2 separate regions of the Triticum aestivum genome follow, and region 1 is linked to region 2. Evidence: chromatin contacts called from public Hi-C data. All regions are on one chromosome and are shown on one strand. The core of a region is the stretch at or near the end of the contact, and the rest is flanking DNA. Distances in the headings are between cores, read along the strand shown. Region 1 holds the start of LOC123079781 (pentatricopeptide repeat-containing protein At3g09060). Region 2 holds the start of LOC123079779.

What was found. A called contact is a pair of places that touch in the nucleus more often than the background predicts.
Region 1: a Hi-C map of leaf shows a contact between it and region 2, with 4 times the contacts expected there. The contact joins the promoter of LOC123079781 here to the promoter of LOC123079779 in region 2. A contact is called at or near these places in 2 of 5 Hi-C or Micro-C datasets (both in leaf).

What each region holds. Positions count from the first base shown.
Region 1 is chr3D:474,576,400-474,583,108 of IWGSC CS RefSeq v2.1, forward strand. It overlaps LOC123079781 (pentatricopeptide repeat-containing protein At3g09060), which reads left to right and starts at 3,571. Exons shown (of 4, transcript XM_044502594.1): 1 at 3,571-5,784; 2 at 6,523-6,709. The coding sequence starts at 3,651. The coding sequence ends at 5,765.
Region 2 is chr3D:474,375,518-474,382,951 of IWGSC CS RefSeq v2.1, forward strand. It overlaps LOC123079779, which reads right to left and starts at 4,351. Exons shown (of 3, transcript XM_044502583.1): 1 at 3,740-4,351; 2 at 1-152. The coding sequence starts at 4,159.

The DNA.
Region 1 (6,709 bases), core at 2,321-4,820, 200 kb after region 2:
ATTTCAGTTGTCACATTATGTGATAATCTTCTCCGAAATTACCCTTTTTTGTTATGTGTCAAAAAATAATATTATTTTTCGATAGCAGTGTTGCTCTTTTTTTCGTGGCAGCGCATGGGCATACAACTATAGTATTAATAAAGTAGTACTCCTTCCATTTCATAACTCTTGTCATGATTTTAGTTTAAATTATTTTTTAGTGACTAGCTACTATACATGTTGACTATAGGCGATGCGACAACTACATATAACCCTTTCTTTACGGGCTCCACATAACTGATTGTTGGCTATAACATTAACCATCCTCCAACAGAGCAGTCCACTTTTTCGCCGCACAACATCAGTTTCCTCTACAGAATCGAATCAATTTGTAGCGCGGAACTATGCGATTAAAACGTTCGGAGAGTCTTATCATTTTGCCTGCTTGAAAGCTATGTTTGATCACGGAAACGATAGTAATCTTTCTACCTATCAATGCAAAGATATTCATCTAGCGTGTTCGCGGAAACGGTTAGAAGGTTCGGAGGCAGTTGGTACATCCTGACAGTATGTGAGAAATATGCATCTATTTTTTTGCGAAAAGGAAATGTGCGTCTTTTTTAGGGGAAGAAATATGCATCCTTGATTGTTATATTTCGGCAGGAAAATATACGTCCTTGTGTCTATAAGATTGCAGGTGCATACCACGCACACGATAATTTACATATGTGGTTGCTGCTGGCGGACTCTGCTCAGTTCTCTTTCAGAAAACCAAAGCTGGAATGAATAATAAAAAAATCAATAAAATGAAGAAATATGCTCGCGCAACGCACGTGAAAAGAAGAGAGGAAATGAACGTATTTATTCGTGCAGATGGTGCTGCCCGGCCGGTTCGAATCTATTCCTGCTCGCTGGCTGCGTACGCTGCCCTCCGCAAACGCGACCGTCGAAGGTGGCCGGGCCGTCCGCATCGGCAGCACCAGCAGCAAAGCGTTCGAAGGTGACAGGGAGCACTATTACGCAATAGCACGTGCCGCACAAGGCAGGACATGGCAAATTGATGGAGATCGGAACAAAGTAAAGAAAGCTCGAGTTGTTCGGGCGTCCAGCCTCGTAGCCGCGGCGTGTGACACGAGCATCGAACAGCAACTCCCGAATTTTTTATGCACGGGATGGTAGAGAACGAACAAAAAATACAGGACACGTCCAATAACCCGGTGCGATTAACGGAACGGCCGTTTCCGCCAATGGCTGTTTTTCCTGCGCCAATGGCTGGGCCATGTTCTGCACCATTTCCGCCAACGGAACGGCCGGCCTTGCGGCAAGATTATATTAGTTAGAATGCCCATTCAATTCAAATGGAGAAGTAAATTACATCAATAGTACCTCAACTTGGTCCTAGGGTTCACTTTGGTAACTGTATTCACGAAGTGTCAGAATACGGTCACTGAGATTGCGTAAATGTGTCACTCTACTGTATCCGACGTATTTCGCTGATGTGGTATATGTTGACTGGTCCTAACCGTTGACTTGCTCACGTGGCATGCTCATCCTTATCATCCCTCTCCGCACTCGATGAATGAACCTGAGCACCGGCTGGCGCGTATATGCCGACCAGCCATGGATGATGGAGCCCGCGGTGATGTACCACTTGACTGCTCAGCTCTCTTCTGTCAACAGCCTCTACTTCTCCACCGCATTTCTTCACATCACATCGTGCCGTCCACGTCAAGGTGGAAGACCGCCCAGCTCGAGCTCCTCTCGTGCGACGCCCCGCTCTTCGTCGAGCAGTATGGTTGTGCGATGCACCCGGACGAGCTCATCTTTTTGACATGCTCCGAGATGACTACGAGGTCGGCTCGCACCTTAGCAACTTGCGCGCCGCCGCCTCCTGGAAAGCTCGGACGCCCGATTCCCCTGGCGTGTACCTCATCTGCCTAGTGCGCGATGGAGAGCACTTCTCCGATCCCTGAACCTCCTGCAAGCGGCGAGCTTTCACGGAGGCCATGCCGTGCCCCGGCCGTCGCCGCAATCTACGTCCCCTCCAGCGTTGCGAAACTCATTTGTGGTGTTCAGAATACAGAGCGATGCCGCCGTGCACGGCGAAATGCGAGGTACACGACGGTTAGGCTATAGCCTCGGCAAATCCGTGGAGCACCCGTGCATGTACACCAACGCGCCCTGGGATCCCTCTTCAACGAAGACGCCGCCCAACCTGGCATCCGACGTGCCGATCAGTACACCAACCGCGAGTATGTCTGCAAGGTGTTGGGGCGTGGCTGGACGAGAGATGGGGAAAGAGCAGGTTGACAGCCTCTGTCAGGCAGGCGACGGAGGCTGAGCATAGCAGGGTGGAAGGCTATTTTACCGAAAATCGCAAACATGGTGTCGATCGGCCACACACGCACCTAGTGCACTTGCAAACATGGTGCCAGTGGTTGGCCAACGACGCTGATGAGCTTCAAGTTGGGCGTGGGGCCGGAGTTGGGTATTCCGTCTGTGATGGTTTAGCAAACCAACGCAGCATCGTTCATAGGCCACGGGATGCTTCGGGAGCTCTAGAACGCGACGCTGGAGAGCTGCGGTAGCGGTGCGAGCTCGGCGTGCGGTGCACCGGTGGATGTGGCTAAGGTGTTCGACAAAATTTCAGGGAAGAGTGGTAGTAGAGAGAGATATGTGTGTTTGCCACATCAGCGAAATACATCGAATATGGTTCTGGTGACCGTAGAGTGACACTTCCTGGCAATCTCGGTGACCGTATTTTGACCTTTCCTGAATACAGTGACCAAATTGAACCCTAGGATCAAATTGAGATACTATAGATGTAATTTACTCGGCCCAGTCGTTTCAGAACTTTCCTCTCGTCCGCCCCCCCCCTATTCTTTGGCACTGGCAGGCCCAAACCTGGCCAAACGGGCCTATTAATCGTGCCGGCACGATAGCCCGCGTGCCGGGCACGTCATGGGCTGGCACGACACGAGGCTACGCGGGCCGGGCCTGGCACGTGGCCCGGCTAGGGCCGTGCCTGGGCTGCTATGCCTAGCACGCGTGCCAGCCCGGCACGGCACGCACAGTGTCACAGCGAGCGGAGCATGCTACTTAAGTGTGCAAGTCCCCCTAAAAAAAAAACTCTTAAGTGTGCAAGTATACTAGTACTGCCTACTGCTATGCTGTTACGTGCTACTTTTAAATTAAAAAATCATGCTGGTGTAGTGGTGTGTCACAGCGAGGCATGCATGCATGCAGCCCTGCTGCATCGATGTGCCTCGTGAGCACGTTCTGGCTGCGGCGCTGCGCGCCTGCGCACGGCCAGACGCGGCTTTAAAAAAAAAATCGAGCCATCTCGTGCCAGACGTGCCTACGGGCCAGCACGTGTAGCCATGGGCTGTGCCAGTGCCTGAGAGGGCAGCACGCGTGCCGGCCCGGCACGGCCCAAGTAGTTAGCGTGCCTGGCCGGGCCGTGCCGTGCCTGGCCCGTTTAATCCAGGCCGGGCCGTGCCGTGCCGGGCCGGCCCATCTGGCAAGGCCGCAGGGCCAGGGTGCGATCATGAATGAGCCAACCCAAAAACCTAGCCCCCGCCGTCACCTCACAAGCCAAACCGCAACACCACCAGACGCCTGGCGCGCCCGTGCGTGCAGCCGCCGCGCGCGGCCACGGTCCGCTCAACCCGATGCCGCAGTCGGCGCAGCCCGGCGGCGAGACGCCGCCCATCCACCGCCTCCTCGAGCTGATCAAGTCCGAGCCCGACCCCGCCTCCGCGCTCGCCCACCTGGAGCTCCTCGTCGCCACCTGGCCGGCCTACACCCCGCCCCAGCCGCTCCTCTTCCACCTGCTGCGCCGCCTCGCCACCTCCGCCCCGGCCCGCCTTCCGCGCCTCCTCGGCCTCCTCCCGAGCCTCCGCCACCGCCCGCGCTTCTCCGAGCCCGCCGCGCTCGTCGTCCTCTCCGCCTTCTCCCGCGCGCTCATGCCCGACGCCGCGCTCGCCGCCTTCCGCCGCCTCCCTGCCTTCCTCGGCTGCAACCTGGGCGTCCGCTCCCATAACGCCCTCCTCGACGCTCTCGTGCGGGCCCGTCGCTTCTCTGACGCCGACGCCTTCTTCGCGTCCCTTTCCCATGGCGCCTTCGGGCGCCGCATTGCCCCCAACCTCCGGACTTACAACATCATCCTCCGCTCCCTCTGCGGACGTGGGGACCTCGATCGAGCTCTGATGCTCTTCGATTCCCTTCGCCGCTGCGTAGTTGCTCCGGACCGCGTCACCTACTCCACTCTCATGTCTGGGCTTGTCAAACACAGCCGCTTGGACATGGCACTTTACCTGCTCGACGAAATGCCGACCTATGAAGTGCAGCCTGACGCTGTTTGTTACAATGCAGTGCTCCGAGGGTGTTTCAGGAATGGTGAATTTGAGAAAGCTATGCGGGTGTGGGAGCAGCTGGTGAGAGATCCTGGTGCAAGACCCAACCTCTCCACTTACAATGCGATGCTTGATGGCTTGTGTAAACTTGGGAGGTTTAAGGAGGCGGGTGGGGTATGGGAGAGGATGATTGCAAATAATCACCAAGTCGGCATGATTACCTATGGGATTCTGATTCACGGTTTGTGCCGGTCACGGGATGTGGATGGTGCAGCAAGGGTATATTCAGAGATGATCAAGACTGGGCTTGTTCCTGATGTTGCCATATATAATTCACTCATCAAGGGGTTCTGCCAAGCTGGGAGAGTAGGAGAGGCTTGGAAATTCTGGGACTCTACCAGTGTTTCTGGCATCCGTAATGTGATAACGTATAATATAATGTTGAAGGGGCTCTTTGATGGTGGCATGGTCGATGAAGCTAGAGAATTGTGGGAGCTATTGGAGAAAGACACTTCGTCCTCTCCTGACATGGTGAGTTTTGGCACTATGATCCATGGGTTATGTGAGAAAGGCTTTGCTAACAAGGCACTTCAAATCTTAGTGGAAGCACAGACCAGTGGTAAAAAAATAGATGCATTCTCATATTCATCCGTGATAAGGGGACTGTGCAAGGATGGGAGACTAGATGATGCAGTTAAGTTATATGAAAAGATATCTATGGATGACTGCAAACTGAATCCTCATATTTACAATGCACTAATAAAAGGGTTCTGCCAAGCATCTAAATTTAGTGATGCTGTAAGAATATACGGCGAGATGGCAAACAATGGTTGTTCTCCTACTGTCATCACTTACAACACTCTAATAGATGGACTATGTAAGGCTGAAAAGTATCAAGATGCTTCAAGCTTTACAAAGGAAATGTTGGAGAAAGGTTGTAAACTAGATGTCAATACTTATGCTTCATTGATTCGTGGCCTTTGTAGAGACAAAAAAGTTGATGCTGCCCTTGCTCTGTGGAATCAAATTCTTGATAAGGGTCTTCAGGCAGATGTCATGATGCACAACATCTTAATCCATGGTCTTTGTTCTGCTGGGAAAGTAGATGAAGCTTCGCGTCTTCTCTCTGAGATGAAAGAGAAGAATAACTGCCGCCCAAATCTAGTGACCTATAACACACTCATGGATGGATTTTATGAAATGGGTTGTTTTGACAAAGCAGCGTCTCTGTGGACAGCTATTTTAGAAAATGGTCTGGTACCTGATATAATTTCATATAATACAAGAATTAAGGGTCTATGCTCTTGTCAAAGAACACCTGAGGGTGTCCAATTATTGGATGAGGTGCTTGCACAAGGAATTGTACCAACAGCCATCACATGGAATATACTGGTCAGAGCTGTCATCAAATATGGACCTATTCAAATATGATCTTTTAGAATTCCTCTTGGTAATATCTTCTTTGCCTTAATTCCGCACGATAGGTTTATCTTTCCATGGCCTATATTTTTCACCTGATTTTGTTCGACTTACTATAATAACACTTATGTAGTTTCTCTCATGCCAACCGTAGTGTTTGTTTGAGGGCATCATAATCAAGAATTGCAGATTAATCCCAATGTTAAGAATTTCAGTAATACTAACTGCTTTCACATTTTCACCTGCATATCAGGTTCGGAGCAGTATGCTTTCTAAGATAAAATGGAACCTTTTGAGTGCATGCATTTACCAACTAAATAATGTGTGGAAGCACTGAAATATGCTAAATTTTGTTTCATAAGCTTAGCTGGTTCTTTTGATTCGTCCAGACTAGGCTGTCCTTGCTCGTCTCTTCTTTCTTCTATGATGCAGTAACCAGGGTCAAGTACAATAGTAAACTGATGACCTAAGTGGGCCTAAAATATTGATTTTCCAGTTCAGTTTCGCATCTTTGCTTGTTTATTTCGTTTATGATAAGAGTAGAGAAGTAACCATAGTACCATACACGCCACAGATATGGACATCTAACTCCTATAGCTTGAGAAACCTGCGGTATGCTGGTAGACATCTTGAATCACAAAAGCTATGCAATTCATACTAATTATATATATTTTACTTTGCTAGTGATAATGTTGATTAAAATTTATTGTACTTCTCCTATTTTACTTCAAGTGTACATCTATTTGATTTTTCTTTTGTATCTTCTCAGCTTCAGTGTGATATATCCTGTTCAAAGATGACCTGAACATACCATGCCAATGGAAATTCGACTCAGAGCACCTGAACAATCCAGGCCAATGGAAATTCGACTCAGAGAAGCAAGCTTTCTACATTACTCACGAGGCATCTCAATTACATCATTTGCAAATTGTAAGGCAGAGTATTACCATCTGGTA
Region 2 (7,434 bases), core at 3,101-5,600:
TGAAACTGCTCACCTACTCCAATCTTCTTCCTTTGCGTGAGAAGCACTGATGTCATGAGTACCATTCTCCTAGCTAGCCTCTCGGATTTCCTTGTTGGGGTTGGCCCTTTCCTTGGTCTTTCTGACTGGTTCTTAGTTCTGTACTTCCTTTTCTGAAAGATGAAAAATGCAACAATGTCCAAAAGAGTAAGAAAGGGAAAATTGTTTCAGAAAGCACAAACAAAATGGAAAGCAGAATAAGAGAAATATAGTGAGGAAACTGACAATAAAAGTAAGCAATCAAACTTTGACAAATTGTCAGACAGGGGGAGGAAATTCTACAAACTAAACACTCAAGAGGCTTTGTGCAACACCCTACAGCCCAAATAGATAACAGCCCAGCCCACGACAGGGCAGACAACTTTTGTCCTCACTTCAGGCAAAAGGGTCAGCCCAGAAATGCTACGTCTTGCACCCAGAAGGCTTTTCTGCAAGTGTAACTCATGTTAAACCGGCCATGTGGGACTAACAGCAGGGGCGCTACACTTTGAGTATCGTAGATACAAATTTGCCAAGCAGATAGAAACATCCAGCCCTCGGTTTTTGTTCAGATGAGGAGACCACAACACAGGTTTCACAAGGCACAATCCTTTTCCCAGATATATAAAAATAGGGTAATCATGGCTCAGGTGTATCCACATTCTTTCAATTGGAGTTTTGACTACGAACAAAATCCAGTGAATTGTTTCAAAATACATACAACAAAACACCACTGGGTTAATGCTACATGCCTATTGTTTGCGCATTCCGGACTTGATACAGGAACAAATAACTGAACGTTGCACTGTACCTCCATTTTATAAAAGTATTAATCATACGCTTCAAAAAACTTTTCTTATTAAGGAAAATGGAACACAAGTTGCAGATGATTCTCTCTCTCTAGAGAGTCAACATCACCATGGTTCTCTAATTTTAAACATTTTGGATCTTTTTTTTTTGAGGGAAAACATTTTGGATCCGACACTATGTGCCTATTACCTACCATTCTTTGATGCCAGCTATGCCTTGTAGGTTGTTCTTCCCAGTAACATGTAGGATGCACATCGTGCGGCCGTGCAGGAAATCATGACTATCATCGCCACTTCGCCAAACATTAAATAATTATACAGTCAGCACTTCCCCAGGTCCTCTATTTCACAGCAAGTTTCAAAATATCGGCTACCGGGTTTATATCGGTTCGGTTTCCGTAAATTGGATGTCAGATATCGGTGATATACCAGACGGTATGTAGTTATATAGGAGGAAACATATCTGTTTTTTTGTCATTCTTGTTTAGACACGCCTCTTTTAATAATAAAAAAAGAATGATGTCAGTGCTTGTGTTACAACTATATGATTCCAAGTTTACTAACTAGTAAATTCAGAAATATATCAATAAATACTCTCAAAAATCTTATTCTAACATAAAAATTACGTCATATATGCATATTTACAAAACATTATGTGTGAATTTTATAATTTGATGCAGCTATAAATACCTAATTTCATATTCACCTATATTTCTAGAAAGAACCCTCGTCATCCACATTGGTCTATGTCGGTGGACATAACGGGTCTAGTATCAGCCATATCGGTCAATATACCAGTCTATATGTCTGATCTGCGTAAAAACGATATTTATGAAATGATATGTTATATCTGTATCGGTAGACTACCAATAACGATATATCGGCCGAGTGCTCGTATCAGCCTAGATTTAGAAGCCTGTCACACGGAAACTATGTACTGCTGTCAGCTTTATGCCAAAGTTGCACAGACTAATAAATGTTTCGGCCAAAATACACTTTGAAAGGCTTTCACTATTTTTACATCGACAAAGGCATGACCACTCAATATGACATAAATCACAAGTTCAGGTTTCCAATATGATAATCCAGGATAGGTTTAAATGTCAGGTAAAATATAGTGAATACAGGAGAAAATAATGCACATTAGTCTAGATTCTAGATATATAATTTTCACTTCCATAAAAGAAAGGAGCCTTCGTTTAAATAATTAATTTGGTATCATTATTAAAGAAAACAGTGCACACTAGTCACATCGACCAGTTGGCTAGCTAGAGCAGACTGAAATGCTCGCAGCCCGATGACCCGTGTTCGAAGCTCAACCCTCCGTTCTGTTGGTGCTCGCCTTCTTAAAAAATGCCACCAAGGGCTAGTCTTGGTTGGTCGAGTTTCTTTTTGTTAGTTATGGATAAATGCCATTTGTGAACATGTATGTCTATTGATACCCATTTCAGCAACTTCCCTTCAGTCCCTTAATCTAACACCTAAGGCCTATACTCTCAACTGAATAAAAGCATGTCGGCAATTCCCCGATATGCATCACTTATTATAAAGCCTCACGTGTCATTGACATTCTCACTAGGAACTCTTCATGGTAAAATTTTCAAGCTTAGTTTCTATCCTAACAAACATAGATAGTTTTGATGGGCTAACAAGTCAATGCATTAACTATGACTAAAAGAAGTTGAAATTATATAAATTTAGTGAATGGGACTCGAGGCATGAAACTTAATGTTCTGGATGTTTACTTCACAAATATAGGTTGTTTAGCCACAGGTGCAAGACCTAAGGAAAAGCCATGGTTTTCGAGTAGCGACTCATCCGAGTCTACTCGGAAAATGTCGAGCCTGCAATTGCGACTAGTCACGACTCACGACTCGAGTAGACACTAAGTTGATTCGATATTTTTTTGCGACTCATCGACTAGTCGACGACTAGTCATGAGACTCGAAAACCATGGGAATAGCCTAATATTACAAACCATGCCCTTCTCTTACTCCAGGTTGATCGAGCTATTCTCTCAATTCTCACGTTCTCTTTGTAAGGAGGCCTCATTTATTAATGAGATTAATGGTCATGGGATGTAAGATGTAACACGAACACGACAAAAGTGCCGACAGCATGTAAAACAATATGAGATGAATAATCGACCTACTACATTATTATCTAATGGAACCATCATCAATGAGGGCAACAAGTTTTTGTGTGACTGCCATGCTCGCCGTGCCTCAATTCCACGATAGGCGGTTCTTACAAGCTTCCCTGACTTATGAGTTACAAAGCTCAGTTTTCAGTTGCTGAATAGTGGAGCGCTTATAATCTGTTGTGAACAAATCTACATAGGCCGCCGAAGGAGGAAAAGTTTGGCTAGCAAAACGGTAGAAGGAAAAAAAAATCCGGTTTGACAAACGGAATTAGGAGTATCATAATTGACCGTGCAAGGCCAACCGCAGCCTGAGTCACCAGCTGAGATAGAAGCAAGACTTCCCCAATCAGGATCTTCCATTGTTTGGGAAAGGTTCTGCGGTGCCTGAGATTCTCTTTGCATGAAACAGGACACCCGTCAATTGCCATTCCATGCCCTGGGACTCCATTTAGTACATGGTTGCTGAGATTCTGTTTGCTTGAAACGGGACACCAGTCAACTGCCATTCGCCGATTCCATAACCTGGCACTCCATTTACAAATGCACTCCTAGGAAAACAAGCCTAGCGATACGGGCAATAGGTCACGGAGCGGAATGACATGTAGTGACAAAATCCTAGATGCAGAAATGCCCCCATCCATGCGAAGCAGCCGGAGAGCACAAACGGAACATGGTCAGCAACAGTCCACCCGCCCAATCCACGGCTACCTCGACAAATTAGCAACAGATCGCGACTCACGACCATAGGGGTTTGCGAATTCGTCCTCACCTTGGAGAAGCTGGGGAGCTCTGCTTGGTCCGCCACGTCCTCCATCTTGAGGTAGCGCGCGCGCCGCAAGGCCAGCACCTGCCGCTTCCTCGGCCTGTCCGCCGGCCGCTTCGCGCAGGGATCCACGGCGACCTCCCGCGCCCACGACACCAGCGCCTCCAGATCCCCAGCCGCGCCGTTGCCGCCTCCGGCCCCGCGCTGCAGGATCCCACCGACGAGCGCGTGGAACAGCCGACGCGGCTCGCCGGCGCCATCCGCCTGCGCGTGCGGCGAGGGGGCAGCGCCCGAGGAGGAGTTGAGCGGATACGGCGAGGGGGAAGCGGCGGCGGCGGCGGCCGGCGCGTGGCGTGGCTGGTCAGCGCAGTGGCCGTTTAGGGCGAAGGGGGCGTCGAGGAGCTGCTTCTGGTACATCCCGACCATCGGAGCGCGGGCGCCGCCGCCAGTCGCAGTGGCGGCGACGCGGCTGGCTGGGGGCAGGTTCGCCGCGCGCCCGCTGCCTGCGCCTGGGAGGGAGGGAGGGAGGGAGGAGAATTGGAAGATTTGGGGTATCTTGTTAGATGTGTGTAAAATTTGAAAGAATTGGGATGGAATTATGGAATGTTCTAGGTTAGGGTCTCCAGGGGGTAGAGCGGTGTTGCGGTTCGTGGAGGCCAGCGGGCCCGGTGAAATTTTTTGCCCCCCCCCCCCCCCCCAAGCGCGATCGTGGTAGCAAGTGATAACTGCATCATCTGGACCGTCCAATGCGAGACGATTAGAGATAATTTTTTCAATCTACTGTATGATACTTACTGGTTAAGCATTCGAGATGTTGATAGTTTTGTCAAAAGCTTGATCGAACGTAAGAGCATTTCAACTTCTAAAATATTGTGCACCTTAATATGGAGGGTGTGTATCTTCTCGAGACTCTCCCTCCATTGTATGCGCGCATCCATCACAAGCTCTTGTGGCCCCAACATAAGACCTATAATTTCACACCGCCACCACTATAGATGATGCCTACTCCTTCCTATTACCCGCCTTTCTACGTCGAGCTTTCTTCCATAGCCCTAGCTCGTCTGTTGTCGTAGTAACCACCCTCTGAACCGTTGATGCCTTCCGATGAAATACATGAGCATTTCTTTCCAGTCATAACTTACCAAGGTCCACTATCATGATCGTCGCCATTTTGCTGGAATTTACCCTAGACTTATGATGTCCATCGAACACCACCAAACTCTCACCGTGTCTTGCAAGCTCAGTGTTAGTCGTTGAATCCCAAAATTGCGCGGGAAGATAAACCAAACGTCACTCGCAAAAGGGCACTGCACCATAATATTATCGATTTTTCCGAGTGCCTAATCACAAAACAAACAACAAGCGGGATGTTGTATTCCCCTCTTCGCAAGACGGCCACAATACAACAACTATCACGCATGACCAGCCATGTGAAATACATTTACTTTAGTGGTGCCCGATTTTTCCTCATAGCCCGAACTTGCCCAATAGATGCCGAGAAAGTATGCCTCATAGCCCGAACTTGCCCAATAGATGTCATTTGCAGTCAATCTCCAAGTAAAGCAATCCTCATCATTGCTCGGAGGTGCCATTGCTGAACAAGCCCCCAAAGGTCCATGAATTCAATGATCGCATGCATCGACAATGTTTCGTGAATATCGGCAATCCACTGTTTCTCCTCCAAAGTTTCCGACACCGATCTTTTCTTTCCTCCTCTGGCCTTAATGAATGGGTATAAACTGGGAGCAATATCTCGCTATCCTTCAATCCACCTATCATGCTAAAAGCTTACTCAATCACCCCTTCCAACCGAACACTTTGTTGCTGCAAGAAATAATTGTGTGGCCTTGTGAGAGATCTCAGCGAAACCAGACCATGCCCTTAATTGCCCGGTTTTTTGAAGCCATAACCAACACATTTGTAATGCGTAATTAAGGAAATTCGGCCGACCAACACTTATACCACCGAATCACTTGGGCTTGCAAATATGTTCCTGGGACACAAGACAATGCCCTCCCTTTGTGGCGAAGTTGATTCCGGCGGATCTCGGGTATGGGGTCCCGAACTAGTAGCCATGATGCGACGACAATAGAGACACGAGATTTCACTCAGGTTCGGGCTCTCCTAGGAGAGAAAACCCTATGTCCTGCTTGTGTTATATTTATTTGGGGTGGAGTAAAAAGTATGGGTTGATCTACCACAAGATCGTTGTGTGTAATAACTTGATGATCTAAGTTGTGTTCTATCGACTAGCCCAGCCTCAGCTTATATAAGTTACCAAAGGCCTAGGATTACATGAGTCCTAGTCGGCTACGTTGGTGGAGGAGAGTCCTTGTCTTGATGGTAAGGCTTCTTGATTTTCCTTGTAAATTTCCATGGGCCACCCAGTGGCCCAGGACGAAACCGACAAAAGGGGGCCTCAGCCCTGCCCACCTAGTCGGGGAACGACATGGTGAGAGGCCCCTAGCCGGGCACCATAACTTTGCTTCCTCAGATCCTCTCCGGAAAAAGCTTTGACAAATCTTAGTGATGGCCTTGAAGACCCAAGGAGGGAGATGCAAGGGCAACATGTTATAAATGATCATCATCATGAGCATGGTCTTAGTTAACATCAATCTGCTAGTTTGGAATAATAAGGACTTGTAGGTCGCCCATTTGTTTGACACTGAATCAACCAAAGGCTGTAAGTTGGTCTTCGTGAAAGCCACATGCATGGGAGTAAGCCCTAGGTACGTGTAGGGAAACCGGAACACCCAGCAAGGAAGAGAACTACTCAAACTTCCCATCAATACCCTCGCAACGAATTGGTGAGATTTCACATTTACAAAGATTAGCCACAATCTCAGAAGCATCACCAAACAAAGGAAGGCTTTCCTACTTCAAAAAACTCATTTTCCTTTCGATATCACTTGTGAGATCAAAGGGATACTACGATGATGACATCGTAGGAGGGCCTGTATGTAAGGGCCGAGTACAGTGACGAAGATTCGATGGATCTACCACCCCCCTTAAGTCTGAAGACCTGGGTGCATGTAGATGCCGTATTTGTTGAGTTTGGTGGCCCAAACATGTAGACCAACCTTGCTCTTAAGGGTTGGCTTCTCGAGGGCAGATCTGATATCACTTCCAAATCCAATGATCCAAATGCACATATCCTCTATCTCCATCTAATTCGACGGCCACCAAAAGCACACATATTTAGGAAGAGTGATGTTGGTTTGTACTTCCACCAGACTCGTACGGCTTGAAGGTATTATTCGAGCAAGATGTGTGCCACTAAATAGTCTATTCCTTTGTTACGAAAGAGGCACAAACCCAGCAACTGCATGAGTGTATAGTATAACTTATCTTCAAAAAATGCCACCCAACCCAACCCACACCAGAAGCAATTTGTAGTTGATTTTTCCTTTTTTACATGATATGTTATCACACCTTTATTTCATTTGATTCTACATAGAAATGAGCACTACTGAATCAATAAATCGCACAGAGTAATAGGTATTGATCAAGATGACCTGCATGTTCTAATTGCAACCCCATGACATGTAGTATGTCGGGAAACAACACACTTGCTCATGGAATAGTTTGCATCACCAAGAGGACTCTGGTAGGGCGACCCATTGCCCTCGTACCTCTTTGTCATTTACACTAAAGGTTTATCCGCACTAGTGCAAGATGCAGAACAAAGGGGAACCTTGAGT